Linked DNA regions of Mus musculus: region 2 is linked to region 1. The links are chromatin contacts, called in public HiChIP or PLAC-seq maps. All regions are on one chromosome and are shown on one strand. Each heading gives the region's core, a stretch centred on a gene start, on an enhancer-like site or on the middle of the called end of the contact. The rest is flanking DNA. Distances are from core to core; before and after follow the strand shown. Region 1 holds the start of Rnf39 (ring finger protein 39). Region 2 has its middle 8.6 kb from the start of Olfr97.

What was found. HiChIP or PLAC-seq counts read pairs in DNA pulled down with a chosen protein or histone mark.
Region 2: an HNF4G HiChIP or PLAC-seq map of pancreatic cancer cells shows a contact between it and region 1. The contact joins the enhancer-like site here to the promoter of Rnf39 in region 1. A contact is called at or near these places in 3 of 39 promoter capture datasets (cranial neural crest, liver and maxillary cranial neural crest), 1 of 15 datasets of contacts at CTCF or cohesin (the NIH/3T3 cell line), 1 of 484 Hi-C or Micro-C datasets (regulatory T cells), 2 of 115 datasets of contacts at active chromatin or transcription factors (embryonic stem cells and pancreatic cancer cells) and 2 of 9 other capture datasets (adipose tissue and liver).

What each region holds. Positions count from the first base shown.
Region 1 is chr17:36,939,699-36,946,405 of GRCm38.p6, reverse strand. Rnf39 (ring finger protein 39) reads right to left here and starts at 3,355. Exons shown (of 4, transcript NM_001099632.1): 1 at 2,956-3,355; 2 at 1,210-1,232; 3 at 911-1,002. The coding sequence starts at 3,318. It overlaps Gm33595 (a long non-coding RNA gene), which reads left to right. Exons shown (of 2, transcript XR_385575.3): 1 at 1-50; 2 at 1,246-1,709.
Region 2 is chr17:37,237,655-37,244,354 of GRCm38.p6, reverse strand. No RefSeq gene overlaps it. Among named protein-coding and RNA genes, the nearest start is that of Olfr97, 8.6 kb to the right of the region's middle. Within about 2 kb of position 1,939, at least 3 of the 459 cell types and tissues checked have an H3K27ac peak or open chromatin away from gene starts, as enhancers often do. A contact at or near this core is called in pancreatic cancer cells, where this site is marked.

The DNA of each region.
Region 1 (6,707 bases), core at 2,106-4,605:
GGAGATACAGAAATTGCCTAAGGGACCAGAAAGAGTCGCTGGCCTTGCAGGTATGGGGCGCTTTAAGGAAATGCTTCTGGATTAGGAGCTAGAAGGAATTTGTATTAAGTGAGATGGAGGGGTGACTAAGGAATGGAACATCTCGAGAGCTACCTTGGGAATGAGCACAGAAGGGGTAGAGGAGGTGCTGGAGTCTTGACCCCCTTTCCAAGAATGGGAGGAGGTGGAAGCAGGGATCTTGTACTGTCTGGGGGTACATAAAAAACGTGAGGGAACGTGGCTGAGATCTGAGGAATTAAGGATATTGTTCTGGGTTACATTGTGCCTCCTGTCCAGCTGTGGAGTTACATATGCATAGCCTCAGCACATTAGAGGCAAAGACAGGGACTAGAGGTCCATGCCAGCCTGGGATACATAGAAAGAGACTCTTTAAAGGGGGTGGGGTGTCAGTTTTGTTCCCCAATTTTCTGAATTTACCTTATGCGTGTGTGTGTGTGTGCGCGCGCGTGTGTTTGAGGGGAGGATTTTCACAAAGGTAATCAGGTTAAAAAATGAGATTATTACAGTAGGCCCTGATGCAGGATGATTTCTATCTTAAAAGAGAGTGGAGACACTTGCACACAGAGACAGGTACCTAGAAGGAAGCCCAGGTGAGACCATCTGTGGACCAAGGAAGTATTGAGGTTTCCAGAGCCAGGAGAGAGCATGGAACAGATTTCTCCTTAGCCCTCAGACTTCTATCTCTAGACTTTGAAGTGCGAATGGTGGTTGTTCAAGCCACCTATTTGTGACACTTCATTATTTCAGCTGTAGGAAGTCAAAACTGATACCAAAGTGGACTTGAGCATTTTCTAGAGCGAAGAGGGAGCAAACAGAGCATAGCTTATGATCCGCTCCCTCCCCTCTTCACCTGTCAGCCTGTGAAGCATGTTTTTGACCACGGGGTAATCTTCAGGGAGATCCTCCTCTGAGTTAGATGGCTTGGGTGCTGGGACATCGAATCTGGAGAGACGAAGGAAGTTATTGGCATCCCTGTCTTTTTGATGCTGCTTCTGATGATCCTAACCCACTCACTTGTCACAGAAACAGGTGAGGCTACACTCTAGAAAGCCCGTTGCTAAGTGGAGGTAAAGAGAGGGGTCTGGAGGGAAGGTCATGGCTATGGCTGTAGGTAGTGGGAAGGAAGAAACAAACAAAAATGGAACTCACCGTCTCCATGTCTTCCTCATATCCTGGTACGGGCAGAAGAAAACATAGGTGTGAGTTCACACTGTGGGACATCTTCCCCTCCGCCTCAGGTGAGCTCTGACTGCTTGATACCTTCCCACCTTTTAAAACCATCTCCCCACCCCACCCCAAACACCCTGCCCGCTCTGCTCCATTTTTCTCTTCAGTTCTCCCTTCTTCTTTCATGTCCTTTACTTCTGCCTACTCCAAAATCACTTTCTCCTCAGGTTCCTAGCTTCATCCAGACTGTTATATGCCTTCTCCATCCTTCCACAGCCTCAACACAACTACTTCTTACCTCTTGTTTAATCTTCCCAGGCCCACGCTCTCTTTTAGTATGCTCTCCTTCTTTAGTTACCAGCATGTCTTCCAGATATATGTCCACCCCGTCACCACAAAAGGGACACACACCCATATTCCTTGAGCTAAGAGTTGTTATATAAAAGCCTAACAATAAAGCTGCTCTCCTTTTTGTCTTAAAAGCTCAGTGGCGTTTATTGGGCTCTTTGGTTTTATTATGTCTCTGTACCCTCAGGCCCCTGATCTCAGAAGTGTCCTAAGAGACCCTACAGATTTTGTAGGGAGCCATGGAAGCCTGAAGAGGGCGCTAGATTCTCTCACCCTCCAAACACTGGGTTTCCTTCATCCCTCTTTTCTGATTCCAGAGAGGATGGCTGGGAAGGCCAGTGTGGCAGGAAGAAGAGAGGATGGCAATTACACCTAGACTAATTAGGTCTGTGAAGCCTTCAAAGGGCGGAAGCCAGACCCAGGGCGGGAGGGCTGCTAAGGGGTAAAAAAGCCAGATGGATGGTTTTGAGGTACTGTAAAGGAATAGGAGTGGTTGATGTCTAAGGGGCTCAGGGAGGGCCTAGTGGAAAACTTTATGGCTGCAACGTGGAGACTAGCAAGAGGCCTGCCAGCTGTTCACCCCGACCTAGCTTCCACCTGTTTCCGCCCGTGCCTGGGGATCTGGGAGGAGCTGAGAACAATAACAACCCACAGTTCGGCTATGGCTTGTTAGGGGAACCCCTGCCTCACTTGAGGCACTTTGATTTGACACACACACACACACACACACATACACACACACACACACACACACACACACACACACACTCACACTCGCATTAGACTCCTAATTTCCCATCCCTCCATTTCTGCTTTTTCTGCACCCAGTGTCAACCTTGGCTCCAGTGATTCTGTTTATTGGGTCCTATCACCACCCTCCCTGGGCTGCTCCTTTCCCTAATCCGGGTGTCTGCACCCCATTCCCCTTTCTGGCTCCCACCCCGGCTCTCCAGGAGGCTTCTGAGATCTCTAGGGGGCTCAGCCTTCTAACTGCCACTAGCCTGTTTCTTTCTGCCTCTTCCCTCCAGCCTCCTCCTCCCCTGACCGAGTCAATTTCTTCCAGCCTGTCCTACCTCCCTTTCTCAAACTACTCACTCAAGACTTGGCCAGTCTTTCTCCCTCCCTCCCCGCTTCCTCCCTTTCTTAAAATTCTTATTTAAAATTCCTTTATCTTTTCGATGTAGCCATTTCTGTACTGGAACTCGCTATGTCTATCAAACTGAACTTGAGCAATCCTCCTGCCTCCGCTTTCTGGTGCCAAGCTGTCTGCCACCTATATTTCCATTAGGGCTTCAGAGCGAAAAGCATGGCTCCCACCTTTGCTAGGACACCCACAAACCTCTTCTTCACCAACAACCAGAACCGGAGAAGGCGCCTTACCTCTCCGTGGGGATCCAGGCAACCCATGGTGGGGATGCGGCCACCGCGTCGTCTCCCGGCCCGGGCTCCGGGCTCCGCCAGTTTCTCACGCAGCCCACGGCTGATGCGCACCTCCACTGCCAGTCGCACGTTGGACCTCAGGCTGCGTCTGGGGCATGGCTGGCCACAGCACGGGCAGGAAGGGGGCGCCGCCTCCGAGCCGGACGCCGCCGGGGCCCCCCAGCAGCGCGCCAAGCACGCACGGCAGAAGCTGTGTTCGCACGCCAGCAGGACTGGGTCCTCGAAGGGGCCCCCGCACAGCGGACATGTCGCCAGCTGCTCCAGACGCTCCACCAACCCCGGGCCCAGCTCGGGAGCCTCCATGGAAAGCAGGGGTCCCGACGCACCCTAGTCCTCAGCCGCCCCCGAGCTCGCAAGTGGCGGACCACGCCCGCTGCGTGCTGACTTGACGCCCCTCGCTGCGCCTCCCTCATTCACTTCGCACCTCCTATCTACCCCTCTCCCGGGCTGCCTCGGTTACCCAGATCGGACTCAGAGCGTCTCCTCACCACGTCAGGTTTTATAGGGAGGGAGGAGGCCCGGTGCAGGAGGTAAACAGCAGACCTTGCGTAATGCCTCATCTGGTTCTCCCGCTTCCCTAGTAGGGTTTGGGGCAGCAGGGTGTGAAGACTGAGACACCTAGGTTCTAGAACCTAGGAGGTGAGCACCAGGGCATGCGCTGTGGGCAAGGTAGCACTGTTGGGTTTGGTAGCCCCCGTGAGTGAGTCCCTGAAGAGCGTGAGTCTCCCCCCTTGGCCTGCGGTGTGCTTTTGGTGGGCAGGATGCCCAGGCTCGCTCTTGGCATGCGTGCTCACATTGCCAGGGCATGAGTCATCCCAGGTGGCTGGCACACCTACATCTGGGGGTTGGGGGCCCGGAAGCTTGGGTCCTGGACTGTGTGGCTTTGGCAGGCCTCTGAGTGTTGGCGTGTGGTTGTCACTCCTGGCGCCTCTCTGCCTTCCATCTTCCTGCCTTGCCTATTAAGGTCTGGGGACACGCAAGCTTCTGGAGAAGAGCTGGAAGCAGGCGCCTACACACTCTTGCCTCTCAACTTCAGGCTCTGCATCCTCTCTCTCTCTCTCTCTCTCTCTCTCTCTCTCTCTCTCTCTCTCTCTCTCTCGTTTCCATTTTCTCTATGCTTTTCCTTTGTGTTTTTATTTTCAGCTTTCTTGTTCACCTTTACTTTGTACCTGACAATTACTCATTTCAACTGATCTCAGAGGCCCAGAGACCCAGATCATCAAGGGAATCAACTTACCCATTTGTTTAAGTGACAGATCCTGGGAGCTCCCTTCTGCCTTCATTTCTGATCTTTCCTTGTTACTCCCCACCCCACCTCTATCACCATCTCTTCCTTCTCTCCTCTCTTTCTTCCTGTTCTCTCCTCTTCCTAGCTCCCCTTTCTCTTTTCCTAGCCTTTCTGCCTGGATACATTTAGGAAATTCTGAAAAAGCTCTGTTTGTCCCCATATGTGACCACAAACACTGTTGCATGTGTACCATGCTCATTGGTGTCCCACTCCAGTACGCACAAGCCTATAGATAGATACACTCATACAGTACAGGCATTACAAACATATCTCAGTAGTCTCATAACATTGTGCATCAGGAGGTTGTTGAGGGACAGATGAACACTCAACCAAAATAACCAGAGAGGAACCTTGTCATTAGTTTTATTGTTGATGATAATAACAAAACAAGGCATGGGCTTTACAGAGCAGCAGCACTTTATTGGGCACCCCTTCCAGGCACCCTTCTTCCTCCCCCACAGTTACTAGAGAGGTACTCAAATGTGACACCATGATAAACAAACCTCCACAAACAAACACAGACCTCCCAGTGCAACATCAGGATGCACCAGCAAAATATGAGGCTGGGTGTGTTGGTGCATGCCTGTAATCCCAGAACTCAGGAGCATGAGGCAAAAGGATTGCCATGAGTTCCACGCCAACTTGGGCTGCATATGAAACTATCTCAAAAAACAGCTCCCATTCCAACTTAAAAAAAAAAAAAAGACCCAACAACGATCTAAATCTGTTTCACAAAAGATGCATTTCTATGCAGGTAGAAGGGTACCGTGCCACGCAAGACACTTCATCCAATTCCTAGAAACTGACGAAGACGTTGCCTTACTTAGAAACAGAATTAAGTTGAGGTTGTACTATGTTTGATGATTGGTTGAGCTTAGAGAGACTTCCCAGAGTACATAGGTGAATCCACTGTAATTACAAGCATTCTTAAAGTTCTCAGACTGACATTGCTGACATGTACACACACATACACACACACACACTTTATTGATATGTTTGTATCTGTATGAGAGAATGAAAGGAAAGGTCATCAGAAGAGGTTATCATATATCCTGAAGCTGGACTCAAAGGCAGTTGTGAGCCACCCAGAGTGGGTGCTGGGAACCTAACTCAGGTCCTCTGCAGATGTAGCAAGTACTATGTGCTGGATAGTTTTATGTCGGCTTGACACAAGCTAGAATTGCTGGAGAGGAGGAAGCCTCAATTGAGAAAATGTCACCATAAGATTCAGCTGTAGGGCATTTTCATAATTAGTGATCCATGAGGGAGAGGACTCCAAATGAGGGAAGTGGTCCTCGATTCCATAAGAATTTAGGTGAAAGAAGCCATGAGAAGCAAGCCAGGAAGCAGCATTTGCCCATGGCCTCTGCATCTGCTCCTGCCTCCAGGTTCCTCTACTGCTTGAGTGCCTGTCCTCACTGCTTTTGATGAGGAACTGTTATATGGAAGTGTGGGCAAAATAAACCCTTTCCTTCTCAAATTGTTGTTCGGTCATGGTGTTTCACCACAGCAGTAATAACCCTAACTGAGACACACACTATTAACCATTAAACTGTCGCTCCAGCCCCCATACATTACTGGCATTGACAGTTGAGGAAGGGAGCCATGATGCAAAGAAGCAGCAAAAGCTAAGAGAAGGGATTATGCACTCAATGATCCATTAGGAGCCGTGTCCTGCTGAGACCTTAATTTTATCCCAGTGAGACCCTTTACAGACTTATGAACTAAAGAATTAAAAGACAGCAAATGTGAGGGCTGGAGAGATGGTTGCACAGTTAAAGGTGTTTGCTACTCTTTCAGAAGACCTGAATTAGGTCCAGAGCCCACATCAGATGACTCACAGGCAGGTATAACTTCAGATCTTCTGGGCACCCACACATGTGGCATATATTCACACACACACACACACACACACACACACACACGCAGATAGGGATGTGACTCAATGGTATAGTGCTTTTCTCGAATGTACAAGGCTCTGGGCTTAATAACAAAACAACCATGTGTGTTAAAACTCTAAACTTTGTGTCTAGACAAACTTCTATAGGCCATTTTGAAATAAAAATTTCTAAGTGATTGTGTGGTTAAAAAAAAAAAAACCACTAAACTTTGTGGTAAGTTTATTGCAGAAGCTATAAGAAATTAATACACACACGCTAGTCCATTCTCCTTGTCTCTTGCATTTGGGGTCTGTATTTGTGTGTTTGTTATTGTTAACTTTATTTTGTTTAAGATGTAGTCTTGCCGGGTGTGGTGGCGCACACCTTTAATCCCAGCACTCGGGAGGCAGAGGCAGGCGGATTTCTTAGTTCGAGGCCAGCCTGGTCTACAAAGTGAGTTCCAGGACAGCCAGGGCTATACAGAGAAACCCTGTCTGGAAAAAAAAAAAAAAAGACCTAGTCTT
Region 2 (6,700 bases), core at 690-3,189, 300 kb before region 1:
TGTAACAGGTAGAAACTGAGGACATTGAGAACAAGTCTTTACAATTTCACATGCACATTCTCTAAAAATACCAAATTATTCTCTCCAGACATTACTGTTTTGATGATGTAAAGAATGAGATTATATGGCCAATTGTTCTTGTGTAAGGCCTATAATCTGAATGGGATATAAATCTGGGGTGGCATTGCCTTAAGAGGTCTTGCCCAGGCAATCTAGGATGAGTTCTTAAATGTCCAAAGATAGTCCTTTAAAGGAACAATATTTTTTTCTTAACTTGAGTTGTATATGTATAAACAATTCCAAATTTGAGAATTAGTATCTAAAAAAGGAACAATTTCAAGTAATTGTAAGCCATGAGCTCTACATTAATATATATATATGTATTCAGTATACAAATTAAAGCTTGATTTTTTCAATATTTCAAAACACTGGCTACAGCACACAATTTAATTATCTTTGCTGAAGTAGGAGAAAATCAAAAGAATAAACATGTGATCCAATCACATATACTTCTCTCCCATAGTAGGGTTATTTATAAATACAGTAGATGTATTCTTTATGAGATGAATGCATGTATATATAACTTTACAGAAAATACAAAAGCATGCATAGAAGCAATTTTAACAACTTATCTTTTAGATAATGATTATCAATTTTAATCTAAAAAGTTTGCAACGCAATAGGCCAAATATCAATGTTCTGCAATAACTAATTTAATTGCTGTTCAAAACAAGGAACAGACACCTCATCAGATTTTTAAGACTTTTTTTTTTCTAAAATACCTTCATGGTTTTATCTTACAATTCTTTATTAACAACACAACAGCTTCATAATAGGATATTAAAACTTTACTTGGAGATGAAGAAAGATGATTCTACGTTAATGTTCTCTTTTGCCAAAGAATTGCTGTGGGCACATTGAGTAACAATAACTAGAAAACACAGCTCATGTTTGATTACCATTGATTACAGTTGATAACAATTGATTACAGGAGCTTCCTCTACTTTCTGCAAAGCCTTTTGGTTTTCACCAGTTAATTTGTATCTCCCCTGATAGCATCCAACAAAAGCTTAACACTTGGGAGGCAGAGGCAGGTAGATTACTGAGTTCAAGGCTAGCCTGGTCTACAGAGTGAGTTCCAGGACAGCCAGAGCTATACAGAGAAACCCTGTCTCAAAAAACCAAAATTAAAAAAAAAATAACAACAAAGGCTTAAGCCCTCCTGTGGTGAACTTAAGGTGAGGTTTTTAGCCAATTAACATCTCCCAGAAGCTTTTGAAAATAATTTGAAGTAAGCAAATCATCTTTTCTTTCTTAAATTTTCTGTACCATAAATTTTCTAGGATATAACTGAGACCCTAAAGATTAAAAAGATAGCCTCTGAATCTTTTCTGGAGCAACAGCTACTCCCCAAAACTTTAAAGCTTGTTGTATAAGAGCAAAGATTTGTAGTAAATTTCCCTTCAGAGGCATTAGCTAATAGAATGTTTTCTATATAAGAAACAATATACACTGAAAGATTCAAAGTCTTAGCTTCTTGTACTGAAGCAGAGACAAAAAAAAAAAAAAAAATCTTGCATAATGTAAGGCTATTAGCCATACCTAGAAGCAAAACTTTCCAATGATCACAAGCTCACTAGAAGCAAACCCTTTACAATTATCAGGATGCAAAGGAAAAAAAAAAAAAAAAACAACCTTCTAAATCTATAATAATTCTATATGGAATAGGCAGGCCACATTGTAATGCCTTTAGAAATTCCACAGCCTCATAGACCTTTCATAAATCTTAAGCTTAAACTTTATTTTAAACAACACCCGGATAGATCTGTAATAATGTTGTTTGCTTAAAAATAATTTCCTGGAGGCAAGGAGAGGCAAGGTCCAACTTCCCTAGGCAGGGTTGGTAAAACAAAAGAAATGCCACACCACACAAGCCTCGCTGAGACTGCTCTGAGTTTTGCATTAACTCAAATGTAAATATTTCTAAATCTGAGTATACAGCCTGAGTCCTGACCTAAAGACTATCCCTCCTGCAGTGAGGACAGATTCCAGGGGAAGAATTCGACTGCCTATGCCTCTAATTTTTTGGACAGTCTTTCTTAAGATGATTTATACTTAAAACATTCCTTATAACCTTAGTGCTGAGAAAGCATTGCTTGTACTGTAGTCCTCTGCAAGGCAGCAACCATAGCCAAACTGATTGTATGAGGGTCCAATCTCTACACAAAGATGAATATATCCAGATAAGTCTGTCTTTGCTTTGTATGGCTGGATAGCTACTGTGACCTGCATTAGTGCTCTCTGTTGGCACCAGGGCATTCCAAACCTATGTGATAACAGTGCAACCTCCGACCTGCAGACTGGTTGTCAAGCCAATGACCACCATATCCAAGAACCCATTTGGCTTACCTCTCACCCTTAGTTGTGTTACATCATTTTTTCGTATAAATAAGAAAAAACGCCCCTTCCTCACTCTCTTTTTTCTCTCTTCTCTTCTCTTCTCTTCTCTTCTCTTCTCTTCTCTTCTCTTCTCTTCTCTTCTCTTCTCTGCTCTTCTCTTATCTCCCCTTCTTCTCTTTCTTCCACTCCTTTGTCTCTCCCTTTCAATAAAACCTCTTTATGTGGAACCACTTTGGCCTAGCATGCTGCTTTGGTGCTACCCGCTACTCTAAAGCATCATCCTCATAAGATGATTACTTCTGTAATCATCCTAATTAACAATATATGGGTGAGTTAAAAATCTTAAGCTTTCGATCAAACTGCAAACTGCAGTTAATGGAACACTGGCAATTTTAACCATAATTTTTAAGGGTTTTTTTTTTCAATATTAGGATATATCCATAACTTTTGGAAAGCAAAACCCAATTTTAAACAATTTATTCTCTTTAAAATCAATACCAGAAATATCACTTCCATGTTACAAAGTTTGACTGCCAATTCATACATATGAATTCATGACAGTGCAACTTTTAATGCTTCATTAAAGAGACATTGTTTTAATCATATCTCTTATAAGTTATGTAATATAATGTAATTCTTATCTCTAGTTTGTGGGATAAGAATTACATAAAATATTATCCCAATTTAGAAATATCCTTAGAGGCCTAGTTTCCTGGGCTGGTTCATGCCACATGTTGTTGTTTAAAATGACTCCAACCCTGAGTTACCAGTTTTAAGCTAAATTTCTTGTTACCAATGTTACACTTTTTAATCACACCCAATAACTTATAAGCCAATACTCTATGACCAAGACATGCAGAGCAAATTTATACCATTAAGACCAGTCAGAAACTAAATGAAGCAGTTACACGAATCTTAAAAATTTATACCAATTAAAGAATTTTACCTTTTCTAGCTATAATTTCAAGAGGAAAAACACTTTGTCATTTGCTGAACCCAATAATCACAATTGCAGAGAATTTTCTAGGAAAACTATCATCTTATTTGCATGCTATGCTTGACTCCTGGTTAAGGTGCTGGGCAACTTTAATCAGCCTCTGCTGTGCAAATTAAGAGATGGGTAGCCAGCAGATAAAGTTTTAACCATTTTTTTTCTTTTCAGGATGAAACATAGAACAACAGTCATTTAGACAACGAAACAAAAATAGACACAAATTGACACATGGACAGATTGGTGCACCAAACACAGAATATAGAGAAGGTAGAGAACTTGATGTAACCAGAACTAAGGATGTCTCCTGCAGGAACCAGAGAGAAAGCTGGATGTCTCCCAATTTCCGTCTGTCCCTGGGAGAATACCAAAATCCATTTTCCTTCTCTCTTGATGTCTTTTGTATATCTAGCATCTCCCCCTTTTTTTTTTTGTATTTTACTCTTTTTATTTTATTTTATTATTTTAAGCCCTACTCCTCCCTCCTGATGCAGTTCTTTACCGTAGACAAATGCCTGTTTAGAATTTTCCACTCCCATTTTCCACTGTCAACCCCTAGCTGATATCAATGCTGGGCCAACACTAACTCAGTCTAGCCTGTATCCTTTTTGCACCCTTGTGAGCAATAACCTTCAAAAGATGAAATTTTTAGCACTAACATTAATGCTATATGTTGCTTACCATGTAGGGATATATCTTCTGTTTTTTGTGGAGCCTTACCAAGACAGTGTACCCCAAGTCCTTTTGGGTTTCAGGCTAGTCTCGAGCACCACCTGTAGCCACCAGTGGCCAAGGGTTATGGGGTTCCTGAAAGGGAAGATTGGGGTTTTGGATTGGAAAGGCTGCAAGAGAAATAATAAGCCAAGACAAAGTTCTGATGAAGACCAATGTTTACTTATGTGTGGGGCTGAAAGACCCACAAGGTGAGGACTCTCCCACATTCTGACTCAAGAGAGGTGACACCCCAAATCACTCACGAGAAATGGTCTTGATGCAAACCGCAAGAGGACTTTTATTCCAGGCGCACTTTGGGGCCCACAGTCATAAACCACGCAGGGGTAGAGGACTGTGGGCTCCGAGTAGCTGGGACAGGGGGTATTTAAAGGAAGAAAACACAACTCAAGGGGGTGGGGAGGGCGTTGTTGGAAAATATCAAAAATACCAGTTAAGAGTCAGGAGGGAGTGGAAGTCAAGACAGTTTCTATGAGTCTCTAACAATAGCACATTTGCATAGCGGATTCTAGGAGAGGTCAAGGTGGGTCAGGATGACTTTCTTTAAATGAACACACCCTGAATCCAGGTGGGTGGAAGAGTGTCGCTATCTGTTTTATGATTAGCATGCCTTGGAGCATTGAGTCACAAAGGTCACATTCTCAAGCCTGGGCTTAAAGGCCTAGTTTTTGTTTTTATGTTTCACTTTTTCAGGGCAATGGGCTATGCACAGACAGCCTGGTCTCCACTCAAGCTGAGGTCTTGAAGCCTGGTGGTACCTGATGGGTGGTAATTTCCACCCACATGGGAAGGTAGGCGTTCAATCAAGTCTCCTGGACCCCTGACTCCTGTCAAAGTTACCACCCCCACAACCCCCACAGGAGAGGCATGTGGCTTTCAGTCATGTAGACAATGTCCCAAGCTTCTGACCTTCTGGCTAGACTCCTCCCCACAGTTACCTAGCAACAGCAAGATAACAATCCCACTATAAGAGGGGCTGTTTGGCCCCTCCTCGATCTCTAAGCTTTTACCTTTCTCTCTCTAAGCCTTCACATTTCTTACTCTCTAACTCTCTTTCTCTCTTTCCCTATCCCCTTCTCTCCTCTTGGCCATTGCCAGTCTCTCTCTCTCTCTCTCTCTCTCTCTCTCTCTCTCTTTCTTTTTATCTTCTCTCTTTCCCCCTGCCTTTCTACAATAAATCTCTAAAGCCATAGACTGTCTCTGTTCATCAAGGCCTGGAATAAAGACACTCACCTGCATGGGAACCACCGAACACTCTTCTTTCCCTCTGCCCTCTCTTCCCATATCTCCAGGGCCAAGTGCCACCCTGGGGCCCTATTCTGTTCTCAGCTCCTCCACCATATCCAGCATGGGATGCCCAAACTGAGAACCTGGTACTGGGGGCTGCCCCTTGTCCACCCCCCTCCCCCGCCCCTGCCTTGTGGGATCAGTGGCTTCATACAGCCAGATGCCCACCGGGGTTGTGTGGAAAGCATCCACCAGTCCTCCCAAATCCACCCACCCAGAGCACCAGAACTCTGGCTGGACGTGGGCTCTCTCCCCCCCCCCCCCCACTACCTGTACACCCACGAACCCACACTTATGAGCCCAAGCTTATAAAGGAGCGGAGGGAGGGGCAGGGGAACCCATCTCCCACCATACCAGGATCTCATTGCTTTGTCAGGATCACTGCTTTGTCAGGATACTGTCAGGAAAACAGGTTTAGCCTCTCAGCAGGTGGTGGTGTCTTGGAGGAAAGCTGCACTTGTATCAGGACAACAGACTTTACCCAGGTCAGAAGACTCCACCCTAGGTGGGCTAGCCAGCTGTGGCAAGCCAGGTCTGAGCCAGCCTGCTCAAGGCTGGAGGAAGGGCAAAAGTACCACAGTGAGATGAGGAGCTCTGGTGAGAAATGTTCCAAGAGGTCTTATGGTCAAACCTTTTAGTTATTAGGAGTGGAAGCCCCTGAGTTTTCCTTGTCTGCAAGCTCTAAAGTCCTCCCATTCCACTGGGGATCTTGGAATCAGTGTAGGCACAGGAAACTGACTTGGATGCAGATCCGTTAACACAGGTGGCAATTTGGGAAATAGCTCTGGCAGGTAGAAAACAAGGACAGTATTAAAACAAAAATATTTAGATAAAGTCTAATGAGTCTAAAGTTGATTTTAGAGGTTTAATGAATAGTCATAGACTATATGATTACTCAACTTGCACTCATCAATAATATTAGTCACAAATGAATTATTTAGATGGTTTACAGTCTTTCAATAGGCCCACTTGCTACTTTTACCCTGTGTATATATAAACAGCAGTCCCCACAGGTAAATTAGCCAAACTCTCACCCCTATTGCTCAATCTCCATGTTGTTTTGTCTTGTTTTATATTTTGAGACAGGGTTTCTCAGCCCTAACTGTCCTAGACTCGATTGGTAGATGAGGCAGGAGGCTGTCCTTGAACTCACAGAGATCCTCATACTTCTGCCTCCTGAGTGCTGGGATCAAAGGTGTACAACACCATGCCTGGCTCAGGCTCCATGTTTGATCACAAATGATCCACAGGGTCAGTAGAACTCAGATTAAAGCTCATCATTTTAATTTG